2 separate regions of the Sus scrofa genome follow, and region 2 is linked to region 1. Evidence: chromatin contacts called from public Hi-C data. All regions are on one chromosome and are shown on one strand. The core of a region is the stretch at or near the end of the contact, and the rest is flanking DNA. Distances in the headings are between cores, read along the strand shown. Region 1 holds the start of BRMS1L (breast cancer metastasis-suppressor 1-like protein). Region 2 holds the start of PSMA6 (proteasome subunit alpha 6).

The links. A called contact is a pair of places that touch in the nucleus more often than the background predicts.
Region 2: a Hi-C map of liver shows a contact between it and region 1, with 4 times the contacts expected there. The contact joins the promoter of PSMA6 here to the promoter of BRMS1L in region 1. A contact is called at or near these places in 1 of 5 promoter capture datasets (liver) and 2 of 47 Hi-C or Micro-C datasets (embryonic fibroblasts and liver).

What each region holds. Positions count from the first base shown.
Region 1 is chr7:64,122,344-64,129,228 of Sscrofa11.1, reverse strand. BRMS1L (breast cancer metastasis-suppressor 1-like protein) reads left to right here and starts at 5,377. Exons shown (of 10, transcript XM_013989042.1): 1 at 5,377-5,742. The coding sequence starts at 5,601.
Region 2 is chr7:64,599,687-64,606,109 of Sscrofa11.1, reverse strand. It overlaps PSMA6 (proteasome subunit alpha 6), which reads left to right and starts at 2,759. Exons shown (of 7, transcript NM_001139472.2): 1 at 2,759-2,927. The coding sequence starts at 2,852.

The DNA.
Region 1 (6,885 bases), core at 4,128-6,627:
TCCAGCTGGGCTTACTCCAAACTTACCTCTCATGTATTGGCTGAAATATGACTACTTCAGAGAGATCTTATCTGACACCCACTCCCACAGGACTCTATGTTGTACTCTCATAACACCAGCAGAGAGTATATCTTCATTTTTATAGTTAATTGTTTAATGTTTATCTCTTTTCTCTAAGCTCTGTACAAATCAGAGGCTGTATCTGTTTTGTTCACTGATGAATCTCTTGTACCTGAAATATACTATGCATTCAATTAATAGTTAATATGTAATTGAGTATGAAAGGGGACTTTATTTTATTATTTTTGTGGCTGTGCCTGCAACATGTAGAAGTTCCCAGGCCAGGGACTTAACCCATACCATAGCAGTGACTTGACCCCACTGCTGTGACAACACTGGATCCTTAACCTACTATGCCACAAGGGAACTCTGAAAGGGGACTTTTGACAGGAATAGGTAAGAAAGATGGAATATTTAAAAGTATTTCATTTACTGCTCAAAAAACACACACATTAAAAAAAAACAGCTGTTGGAGTCAGAACTCTTTCAGCTGAAGTTAATGAACAATCAAGTCAAAACGGCTACAATAAGAATTTGTTGGCTCAAGTCTAAGGATTAACATAGAACACATGTGGATCCAGGTGCTTAAATGAGGCCACCAGGGATCTTTATCTTAGATGTGCTTTTGCTCTCTGTTGTTTCCATGCCTGCCTCCCTGTTTCCCTCAGTAGCATATGGAAGGAGAAAGGGCTCCATAAACCTAGGCTCAGAGGCTTAATAGAAGTTGTAATTTCAAAAGACAAAATCTCTTTCCCAATAGCTCCAATGAAAGTTCTGGCAATGCCCATCATGGTCTAGATTTGTCCACATGGCCATGCCTAAACCAGGAGAATTCTGATTGGTCACTTGAACCATATGGGCTAAATGGAGCAGAGGGAGTTCTTTTTTTTTTTTTTTTTTTTATAATTTTTTTTTTTTTTTTTGGTCTTTTGTCTTTTTTGTTGTTGTTTTTGTTGCTATTTCTTGGGCCGCTCCCGCGGCATATGGAGGTTCCCAGGCTAGGGGTCGATTCGGAGCTGTAGCCACCGGCCTACGCCAGAGCCACAGCAACGCGGGATCCGAGCCGCGTCTGCAACCTACACCACAGCTCACGGCAACGCCGGATCGTTAACCCACTGAGCAAGGGCAGGGACCGAAACTGCAACCTCATGGTTCCTAGTCGGATTCGTTAACCACTGCGCCACGACGGGAACTCCAGAGGGAGTTCTTGAAGGAGAAAATTAAGGAGCTATTGCCTCAAAAAGGGGCTAGATACTGGAAAGTCCAAAACAAAAAAAATAGCCACTTTAAGTACAAAGAAAAATTATCTGAAGAGGAAGAATACATATGAAAGATAAAACTGCACAGAGACTATTTACATTTGAGAAAAATCTTAGAGAAAGGGAAAATTTCTCTACTTTATATATTGACAATAGAAAAGCACAAGCTAATTTGAGCTATGAGGTAATGGAATAATAACAACATAAATATGAGGAATAGGAATATTATCAAATTTATAGTTGAACTAATCCAAGAACTATTTTATGGAAACAGACAATTAATACAATGACAGGCCCTGTACCAGTGAACAGGGCTATGTTAATTAAGCACTTTTAGACTGTTTCATCCTTGAGCAATTGAAATCATGGTCTCATGCAATTGGTATAATTATAAATTGGTCTCAGTTGTCAATATAGGTCTCTAAAGACCTAAATTTTGTAAAATGTTTACCCTGTTTTGAGTGTTAGCCATGAGTTGCTGCCTCTGGTCTCCTGCCTTTGTTTTTCCAGCTACAAGCATCTGGCTTAGATCAATCAACAGTGACAAGGTTTGTGAAAGCACAGCTGATGTCTTAGTGCCACCATGTGGTAATGGTTGGAAATAAGTTTCCTTCTCTTTAGAGGCTGATTAAAAACAAGCACAAGGAATATAATGAGGGTAAATCAGAGCAAAAAAATGGGCTTAGAGCTTCTTTCCTATATCTGTTTTATTTCAAACAGTGATAAAATTAAAAAATTTTATGAACAGAAGTTCTAATATTTTTTTCCTGACCCGTAGGATATACTCTCTGGTTACACACACCCACTTTGGGGACCACTGACCTATAGAAATCCTCACACACGTGCCCAAAAAGATACATACAAGAATATTCACTGAGGAGTTCTCTTGTGGGTTAAGGATCTGGTGTTGTCACCACATGGCTTTTTGTGTTGCTGCTGTGATGCAGGTTTGATCTCTGCAGCTCCAGGAACTTGGGTGGGCACAGCCAAAGGAAAAAAAAAAAAAAGAGAGAGAGAGAATATTCATTGAGGCAAGTGTTTTTAATAATGAAAAAATTGGAAGCAACCTAAATTTCCACTAACAGGTAAATGAGTAAAATTTTTAATATTCATTCAATGAAATTTATGTACTCCATAGACTATCTTAGATCGGGTTAAAATAACTAGATTAGCGCTACCTGTATCATAATAGATAAGTCTCAAAAATGTTGTTGAGGAAAAAGGAAGTTGTAATGTATGAGACCAGTTTAAAACATGCTAAACACTCCTTTCTATTATTTATGGATATGTACATACACACAAAAAAAGGTATGTATACATGCATGAATCAAAAACACCAAAGGTCAGAAGAATGGCTCTGGAGGAGGAAGGAGAGAATGGGACTGAAGAGGGGTCTGGAGCAAAAGTGGTAAAATGCTAAGATTTGACAAAGCTTAGAGGTGCATACTGTGTTACATATATCATATTCTGCATAGTTATCTATATGTCTAAATTATTATATAATATTAAAATATTCAATAAGACTTATTGGAAAAAAGTTACTCCAAAGAAAGTATGGGAGTAAAACTAGAAAGAAAATGCCAGAATTATTTTATGTCTACTCTATGCCAAAGCAAACCCAGTAGGAAGCAGAGAGGTATAGGATCATCTATGTGAATACTAAAATGACCAAGGAGTATGAGAGGCATATCATGGAAGGGAATGTGCCAAGAGCTAAAATCTTCAGAAAAATGGGGAAGAGTGACCCTGGGAGTATGTACAGGACAGCCACAAGCAGAGATACTATGTGGTATATTCTGACGACAAATTGGGGCTTTTTAGGGAGGAGAGGGGGAAGAACATCCAGAAGGACTGAGGAGGACAAGGAACACACCTACTCTGTGACAATGCTCAGTGGGAGCAGGGGTGCAGTGTCCTGGGGAGAGCCACGTTTACTTTAGAACAGGAAAATTAAGGGACTGTTTCAAAGAAGAGGGTGAGCACACAGTAGATTTTGCTGATGACTGACCAAGAGTTTTATTTTTTGCTTTTTAGAGCTAAACCCACAGCATATGGAGGTTCCCAGGCTAGAGGTCGAATTGAAGCTACAGATGCTGGCCTACACCACAGCAACTCGAGGTCTGAGTTGTGTCTGTGACCTACACCATAGCTCATGGCAACACCAGATCCCGGACCCACTGATCGAGGCCTCAGATCTAACCTGCATCCTCATGGATTCTAGTTGGATTCGTTTCCACTGTGCCAGGAAGGGAACTCCTGACCATAAGTAAGCATGAATGAATTAATGCGAAGTGAGAGGAGCTCCTTTTGTAGCTCAGTGGATTAAGAACCCAACATAGTGTATGTGAGGTTGCGGATTTGATCCCTGGCATGGCTCAGTGGGTTAGGGATCCCATGTTGCCTCAAGCTCCAGCGTAGGTTGCAGATGCAGCTGGGATCCGGCAGCTGCAGCTCAGATTTGACTCCTAGCTTGGGAATTTCCATACGCTGCAGCTGTGACCATTATAAAGAGAGTGAAAGAAAAAGTGAGACTTAAAATGGATCTAAAGATAGTGTAAGCCCTACAAAATGTAAAGTGCTACATTAATGGAAGGCATCATTCCTACCTTTTTACTTTTTTTATTTTTTGTCATGCCTTCGGCCTGTGGAAGATCAAACCAGGGATCAAACCTGGGCCACAGCAGTAATCAGAGCCAAAGCAGTGACAATGCCAGATCCTTAACCCACTGAGCCATCAGGGAAATCCCAACTCCTACCTTTTAAAGGCTAGATTGAGGAAACTTCACTCAGCTTTCATGGTTTGCTTTATATTAATTTGTATTTTCCAAGCTGACAATATTCTTTTCCAGCCTTATTCATTTTTCCCCTTATGGTTTCTCTTACATTTGCTACACATCTTTTTAAAAATCTATTTGAGGAGGGGAGAGAGAAACTCCTTTTAAGCAAAACACCACCCTGTAACTCTAATTGCGCAATCTTATATTATTTTGTCTGCCTTAAACATAAATATAATGATGACAGGACTTTTAGAGCTGGAAGAGAACTTAGCAATAACATAATGCAACCTTCTTGTTTTACCACTGATGAGATATTATGTGATTTGCCCAAATGAATTGCCTGGTTATCAGTAGAACTAGGGCTAGAATCCATACCTCCTCTCCAGCTTCCTTCTGTTTTTCTTTAAGCAGCAGAACAGAAAGCACTTGCTACAGGGGCACTGTGTGATGGTGGTTGGGTGTGGGCTCTGATGCTGGACTACTCAAGTTCAAACCTTAGCTTTGCTACTTATTAGTGGTGTGACTTTGGCCAAGTAATCTAACTTGGCGCTTCAGTTTCCTCATTTACAAAACGGAAGGCTAATTATATGTAGTTCATGGAGTTTTTATAAGGATTAAGTGAATTAATGTACTTAAAGCACATAACAGTGCTTGGCACATAAAGAGTGACCAGAGTGTATTTTTCATTGAAAACTTAAGACCGGTGGCATTTTCACGTTGCATATGGTAAAAAACGAATGCAAAAAATACTAGCTGAAAGTGCCATGATAAAAATTCCTTTCTTTCCATATTTTTGATTACAAAAGTCTCAAAAAACAATTGGAAGATTTTTGTGCAACATAGAAAGTGCAAGTTATCGTCAGCAGAAACTAATTTATTAATATTAGTTTATTAGTGGTAATAAATATGCTTAGGTAAAAACATTTCTCCAGTTCCCTCAGCCTCAAAGGGGAGGAAAAATCCTCGGGCAAAAGACCTTTTCACATCTGACAGTAACATTTTGGATAGCTTGGGCGCTCAGACAATCACTTGGCGGGAAAAGAATAAATAAAGACCAAATTCGCACAATCTGTTTTTGCTTAGTTTACAAACTCCGATCGAGTCTGGCAGCTTTCATGCCTTGTGGGACTTGAAGTCCAGAGAGGAGAAGCAAGCCGGGCCATTGAAGCTTGGAAGCCGGCTGCCCCTGCGGGTCTTGAACCACTAGGGACTACAACTCCCAACATACACCGCGAGGCCGCGCCGTAATTACTGGTAACCAACCGGACCCGAGCTACACAAGCCCCATCCCCCCGGCTAGGAGCACTGCCTCCACCAATGGCAGAGCTCCCAGCGCAGAGCCTGCGGGTTAGGTTGTGAGGCTCGGGCCGGGGGCGGGGAGGAGCCGAGGGGTTTCAGAACGAGCTCCGCCGCTGGGTGGGTCGGGGCGTTCCGCGCGCCCTTCACTGAAGCGGCGGTGGCCGGGCTGGGCACTGGGAGTGGGAAGCGACGGCGCGGCTGGAAAATGCCAGTCCATTCTCGAGGGGATAAGAAGGAGACGAACCATCACGATGAGATGGAGGTGGACTACGCCGAAAACGAGGGGAGCAGCTCTGAGGACGAGGACACCGAGAGCTCGTCGGTCTCTGAGGATGGAGATAGCTCAGGTACGCGACCCAGCAGAGCTGGGACCCCAAGTCCTCGAGCCAGACTAGCGCCAGGCCGCTCTCTGCACGCCGGCAGCTGCGTCCTGCTGGGAGAGCGGGGCGGGGAGAGAGGGAAGGGGCGGAGACTCACTCCCGGCCCTCGGTAGCACCGGGACTGTTCGCCGGGCGCTGCCTGTGCTCCTGGCGGATCCCGGTTGGCGGGGCGGGGCGGGGCGGGGCGGGGCTGGGCAGGGCGCGAGCCTGGACTCGCCGCACTTCTGGACGCCGCGCGGACCTGCCCACGGTCCGCCCCGCCCTTGGGACCTCCGGGCTGTGCCCGGAGCCGTCCGGAGCGAGGACTGTCCCGCATCCTGTCTGGGAGACTCTGGAAATGCCTCCTCTCCTCAGACCACCCACTTCTTATTTTACACCTTTGCAACCTTTACTTCGCAACGTGGGTGGGTTGTCTGAGCCAAGGGTAGATTTGTATTGGCTCCTGGCCGGTTTAGAATTTATTAATCTCAGCTTCCAAGTCAACGTGTCAGTCAGTACTTGACATCGGTGCTCTTTCGGGGGGCTGACGTGGGAGCGGTACCGTTTGCAGCATCTCTCTGAACTTTTCAAGACTGAGAGGAGCCCAACATCATGGATGATAGTTTTTGCACCCTTTTAGGAATTATTATTTTAAAAACAAATGGAATTTGTGATTACTTGGATTCTTTTTTTCTGTCCATATAATGAATGTGAGACATTATTTTTTGTCTTGGTCTGATTTTGGCCATGTAAAGCAAGAATTGATGACAGATTGATGACAGTGTGTTGTCATCTCTACACCCTCTTTTCAGGTTTCCTTTCAAAGAACCTCCGTGGAAGAATGTACTGCAGTCAATAAATCAACCAACCCCAAATAAGTGTTTATAAGTGACTTCTTCGTGCAATTCTGGGTTCTACTCAGTGTGAGGTATAAATAGTTACGATCTGACTTCAATTAAAGATCTTTCATAGGTCACCACTTCCTTAAATTGCCAATTGAATGCTTAACTGTAAACAATACTGTAGGAATTCAGAGGCAGAGGAAATCTTTTCACTGTGGAATGGTTAGCAAAGGCTAGTTGAAGGTGGAATTACCTAAGTTATCTTGAAGAATGGGTAGAATTTGAATTG
Region 2 (6,423 bases), core at 1,510-4,009, 480 kb before region 1:
TCAGGCTAATGAACAATTCAAATCATATACCCACGGCAGATAGGAGAAATGAGGCAGATTGGTAGATCTGAGCTTCTTAGATGAGGAGATGGGAATGAGTGTCCTGGGAGGAATAGGGGTGGTGGGGGAAGGGGAGAGCTTAAGGAGGGATCAGGCGGTGCTGCTCAGAGCTGTGCTGTGGAATGTAGCCCTGCAGTAGTGACAGAAGTGGATGACAAGGCTGAAAAGATAGGTACGGGTCAGTTAGGTTCAAGACAATTTTATTCAGTAGCCCAAAGAAATCTGGGCAGAGAAGCAACCCAATGAGATTTTGCTCAAGAAAATGATTCCAGGAGTGCAAATCAGCAAGAAGAGACTCTCTTGCGCCAGACCAGCCAAACTGGAAAAAGGAGGGTGGCAGTGAGGGTGAAAAGCAGACGGAATCACTACATAGGAATAATCAACAGGATATGGTGACTGACCAGACAGGAAGGCAACAATCACAGCCACTGTTTAATGAGTGCTTATTATGTGCTAGGTGTTTTTGTTTCATACCTCGCTTTCTTGCTTTCTCTCATTTAACCCCCACAACACCCCCCATAAAGTGGATCTTACCCAAATTTAACAGATAAGGAAATCCATCCAGACCTAGGCAGTTGCATATGGTCACATGTGGTTAACCGTCACAAATAGGATTTACATTCAGATTTAAATAGAGAGGGATGCACTCCTAACCATTATGCTGTAAGGGATTCATTCGTTCAACTAATATTTATTGAGCACTTAATATAGGTTAGGTATTGTTCAGCCACCTGAGCTAAACCAGTGAACATTAACAAAGATTCTTGCTCTCTTGGAATTTACATCAGTGCAGGAGGGGAGACAATAAACAGAAAACAAAATTATGATATTACAGAAAATAAGAGCAGCAGAAGAAGAAGCAGGATGACATGGGGACTGAGTAGGAATTCTGGGAGGACTGAAGACTGCTGCAAGGTTTTGGCTCTGAGGACTTGGATGGTAAGAGGGGCAGGAATTAGTTTGGGAGAGAAGAGATGGGTTGAAGAGTTCTGTTTTTATCCATATTGGGTTTTGAGGTACCATGTGTGTCAATATGAAAAATACAGGCGATTAGAGAAGGCTCAGCACTAGAGGAGGATCCAAGTAGAGACCTAGTTTTGAGGAAATAGCACAGAGGGGGCTTTTGAATGAATTCACCCTCCTAGCAATCTTACAGAGAAATCGTTTTATCTAGGACTGTTCAGGCATACTAGGAATCAGTTTAGGAGACTTGTTCAACGTCTGAGGGAAAGAAAGTACTCAAAAGGTCAGGAGGAATTGGTCTTGAGGGTAAGGACCTAAACTAGAAGCAAGGGACAACTTTTAACAGTACACTTGGGAATCAGCCAGAGATGGAAAGTACCCTGTGTGGAGATGATGATGCTTGCACTTACTATTTTCTTAAGTTTCAGTTTTGGATTTTCTTTTTTAGTAATGATATATGTGTACATATTAAAAACACTGGAGAAATTGGAACTTCCTTAAGAAACTCCTTAGGAGGCTCTTGCAAAATTTTTTCATTTAAATGGAATGTGAGTTTAAGAGGAAATATATTAAAGAGGTAAGAATCCGGGAGTTCCTGATATGGCTTATTGGTAAGGAACCTGACTAGTATCCAAGAAGACTTGGGTTCTATCCCTGGCCTCGCTCAGCATTGCCTTGAGCTGTGTGGTGTAGGTCGCAGATGCGGCTTGGATCAGGTGTTGCTGTGGCTGTGGTGTAAGCGGGCAGCTACAGTTCAGATTCAACCCTAGCCTGGAAACTTCCATATGCTGCAGGTGTGACCCTGAAAAGACAAAAAAACTAAACAAAACAACAAAAACTTTCCTCATTATTACTTACAGCTGGCATTGAAGTGCCAGCAATCTTGACATATCTGGCCTTATTGGTGTACAAACTACTGAGTGGTGGTGATGAGCAACAGTAGCTTAACATCAATCAGTTCAGCATTTTATATTCTCTAAATAGGAGTGTGCCTTGGGGTAAGGTCAAAATAGGCACATCTTAACAGTTTCAAAAGCCACCTGCTGTTCTCCAGGAGCTACCTCGCCTGCTTGGAATTATTCTCCTTAGTACATCTAGTATCAGCCTGCTATGTTTTGTGCTTCGGTTCTTGTTCGTTATCAATCAAGGCTACTGATTCCTCTATTACACCTAAATTTCCCCCTAAGTATCATTTTAAAGACACAACTATGGGGTGGGGGGGGTGCGGTTCTGACCAAAGAAGGATCTTAACTAGCCTGAAGAAAATTCTGCTCTGGAGTGGCTACCAGAACACTTCTGTATATAAAATCTACGGCTGCTAGCGCAGCCGCTGTAATCCATTTATTTCTCCCTGCAGCAGCAGGAAGGAAAGTGGTAGGGGAAAGAGGAGGTTAGGAAGAACGCCAGCAATCCAGACCCAGGGTGGATATTACAGGTGCCAAAACTAATGAGTAATTTGTTAAATACACGATCCATTTAGGTTACACTGACAGGCATATCACTGCAGGCCCCGGAAAGGTTTTTTTGTTCTTGCTTTGGTCAATTCAGTCTCCAGAAGAGAGCTCTAAACCGTCATAACCGGAACTCCCCTGCCTACTTCAGGTCTCCCACACTTAGGGCTGGCGCATGCGCTCAGAAAACCTTCAGTCGGCTCTCCTCACTCCCCCCCACCAGCGGCGGGGCCTCGGAGTTGTGAGTTCTGTGCGCAGGAGCGGATGAAGCCGGTCTGTGCCCCGGAAGCGGTCGCTGTAACTTCCTGAGAGGCTTGTACGCCTGGTGCGGGAGCTACGGGACATCGAGACTGTGCTTGGAGTAGTGGTTCACCACCATGTCCCGTGGTTCCAGCGCTGGTTTTGACCGTCACATTACCATTTTTTCCCCCGAGGGCCGGCTGTACCAAGTAGGTGAGTGAACCGGGTCTGCCTTTGGTCTGCTCTAATTGCTCTGTCATGGTACGGCCTGGAAGCAGGCAGACGCGGCTGGAGTTTAGTCCCGGGCTGAAGCATGGCCGGTCATGACGGGAGGGGGCTGAGGACAGGTTGAGTCTGGTAATGTTCGCCCCGCTGTTTGCCGGCAGGGGTGGGAGCCCGAAGGCGGAAGGCCTCGGACTCTCCAGGGCGAGCGGCTACACCACATGTACACAGTAAAGAGTCACGGAAGGTAGGCTGTAATGCCCGAGTCCGGCTTGCTGATGTCCCTTCACTTGTTACATTTTTACCTGAGTAGGTGCAACGCCTGTAAGTCTCTAAAGCGTAATTGGTTCCTGCACCTTCCAGTTAAAACGTTCCCTCTCCGTTGTCCTTTGTTTGCAGCATGGACTTCCTTGTCCTGCAGTTGTTTCCACAGGCATTCAGAGCTTTCTGTGTGCCTTGTGCTGGTCCTGGGGGATGCACCGATGTCACACCCTCTCCTATACTGAAGCTCACAGCTTTAAGGTGGTGACAGGTACTTAAACAGATAAGAAGAAATAAAGATCTCCAAATTACAAGTATCTACAGAGTTCAGGACATCTTTGGAAAACTGGTAGATAGGATGAGTGGCTATCAAGTCTAGAGCTGTTTTGGAAACTAACATCCACTCTTAACCCACATCTGTTCGAATGGCCCTATAGATTAAAAGCTGGTTCTGAATTGTAAATGAGGTATGGTGAACTAGCTGTTTTCTGAAGAACAGCTTCAATGGAAATAAACCATAAAGTAGTTATAGTTGTTCAGTGTAACATATTTTGTTGGATCGAAGTGGTTTCAGGGTTTAGGTTATGATTATAACCCCAGACCCTTTACCTCCTACTATGGAGAATTCAGTGTCAGGAGAACCTGATTTCCACCTGACCCCTGATGATTTCATTTCTGAGTGGGTTTAGTTAGCACCTCACTCCCTTTGTGAGGACAGTGCTTGGAAATCATTAGGAGAGAATTGGCCTATGAATGAGGTTCTCTTCAGTAAATTTTAGAAGTAAAGATAACTTGGAATGAAACCAGTCTACTGTATGGCTACATACTGGATATAACGTAACAAGAAACAACATCATACTTGGTAATTCAGTAATCCTTTAAATCATCTCCAATTGAAAAATGTGATCTAAGATAGAAAGGAGAGTTAAAACTGTATCTGCAGGGAAATTTCATTTTTAAAGTTTTCATTCCAGAGTTTTAAAAACTTTTTCTGTATTGCATTATGCTTTGAATATTTTATTTCATGGTTTTTAATATGCGAACAGGAAAAGATACTTAGATCTACACTTCGCTTTTGTATACTATATTGTGAAATCTAGTCATAAAGCAGAGGCTCTAATGTGTTCCAAATTTGGTGTGTATAAAGGCTGAATATAATGTCCTTTTAATAGTTTTAAAAGATTTGGAATAGAACATGTAGTTCAAAATAAGTTAAATACCTAGACAGAATAATTTTAAGCTCTGTCTTGTTGAATAACACACTCCCTCTGTTATTCTAAGAAACTGCTAAGAAAAGGAAAGTGAAAGAATAGTTAGCATGAGCAAGCAGTATAGTGGTGAAGAGGTCAGGCCCTGGAGCCATACCTGGATTCACATTCCTGCTCTGCTTCATACTAGGCAACCTGGGCAAATGATGTCACTTTAGTCTTAGTTTCTGTTTGTAAAGTGCCCTAATGATTCCTTCTTTGAGTGGTTGTTTTGAGGATTAACTAAGGTGGTGTATGTAAAGTGCTAGCACAGTGTTAAATCCTCAGTAAATGTTACTTTGGCTTTTGGGGGGGGGGATCTATTAGATTAGTACTTCTTTAGACGTGAAATGTTTCTTCTTTTATGATCCATCCATGCTTGGTTCTCTAGAGAAATACAGGTACATTATCGTAACGTCGTTAATACTGTTTATTAGTTTATAAACTTTAGAATCTACCAAAGACAAAGCATCTAAGAATTATACAGTGTAAATTGTTAATCATGACAGTGGGAAAATAATATAGGAAATATGGGGAGATACAAGGGAATAGAAGGATTAATGGAAAGGTAAGAATGCTACTCCTTTGGGATTCAAAAGATAAATGTAGTCTAAAATTGATTTTTAAAAAAGATATAAGAGTTCCAGTCGTGGTGCAGCAGAAGCAAATCCAACTAGGAACCATGAGGTTGCCGGTTGGATCCCTGGCCTCACTCAGCGGGTTAAGGATCCAGCATTGCCATGAGCTGTGGTGTAGGTCACAGACTCGGCTCTGATCTGGTGTTGCCATGAGCTATGGTGTAGGCTGGCAGCTGTAGCTCTGATTGGACGCCTAGCCTGGGAACCTCCATATGCCAAGGCTGCGACCTTAAAAAGACTAAAAAAAAAAAAAAAAAAAAGTGGTGTCAAACACTGTTATGTTTTCTTTTTTTTGCTTTTGTTTCCTTTTTTTGCACCTGTGGCATATGGCGATTCCCAGGCTAGGGGTCGAATCGGAGCTACAGCTGCTGGGCTACACCACAGCAATACTAGATTTGAGCCAAGTCTGTGACCCACACCACAGCTAATAGCAACGGAGGATCCTTGACCCACTGAGCGAGGCCAGGGATTGAACCTGCAACCTCATGGTTCCTAGTCAGAGTCATTTCCTCTGTGCAACAATGAGAACTCCAAACATTGCTATGTTTTCAATCTATATCTTACCCCACCCCACTCCTGACCTCCCCTCACACACCAGCACCAAGATTTCTAATGATCCCACCTGCTTGTAGATCACGATTTTAAGGAGTGCCATATTAGGAGGGACTATGACATGAGACACACTTTCCATGTAAGTTCCATGTAAGTTACAAAGACAGAATGAACAGTTTCAAAAAATGTTAATAAAACGTTTCTAGTCAAACAGCATTGAAATTGAATATAGACATAAACTGCAGAGTACCTGCCTTTCCCCTTACAACATCTTTTTTTTTTTTTTTTTTTTTTTTTTTTTTGATAATCAAACTTCAAAGAATTTTTCCAGCCTATGTTTAGACGGGGAAAAAATCATATTTATCTCCCAAAGTTCAGTAAAAATTTTTGTGTGTTTGTTTTTAAAATGCATCTATTTATTTTCTCCCAGTTAGTTAGAAGTCTGGTAGGCTTACCTTAAGGGTCAAACAGGCTGAAATCAGGGTTTCAGTAGGACTGCATTCTTTTTTAATTTTAGATTTATTTTTTTATTGAGATAACATTGTTTTATAACATTATGTAAGTTTCATGTGTGCAACATTGTATTTCTGTTTCTGTGTACCCCTTGTCATGCTCCCCACCAAAAGTTTAGTTTCTGTCTTAGTACAGCATTTAAGACAAAATTCTGAGTGGTGGAAATCTTGGGTTATATTCCTACAACTGGAAGAAGAATTTCAGGATCACCTGTAGATGCTTTGTAAAGCTCATGAGTGTCCATAAGGGGGATGTGCATCTCTGCTATTGCGAACA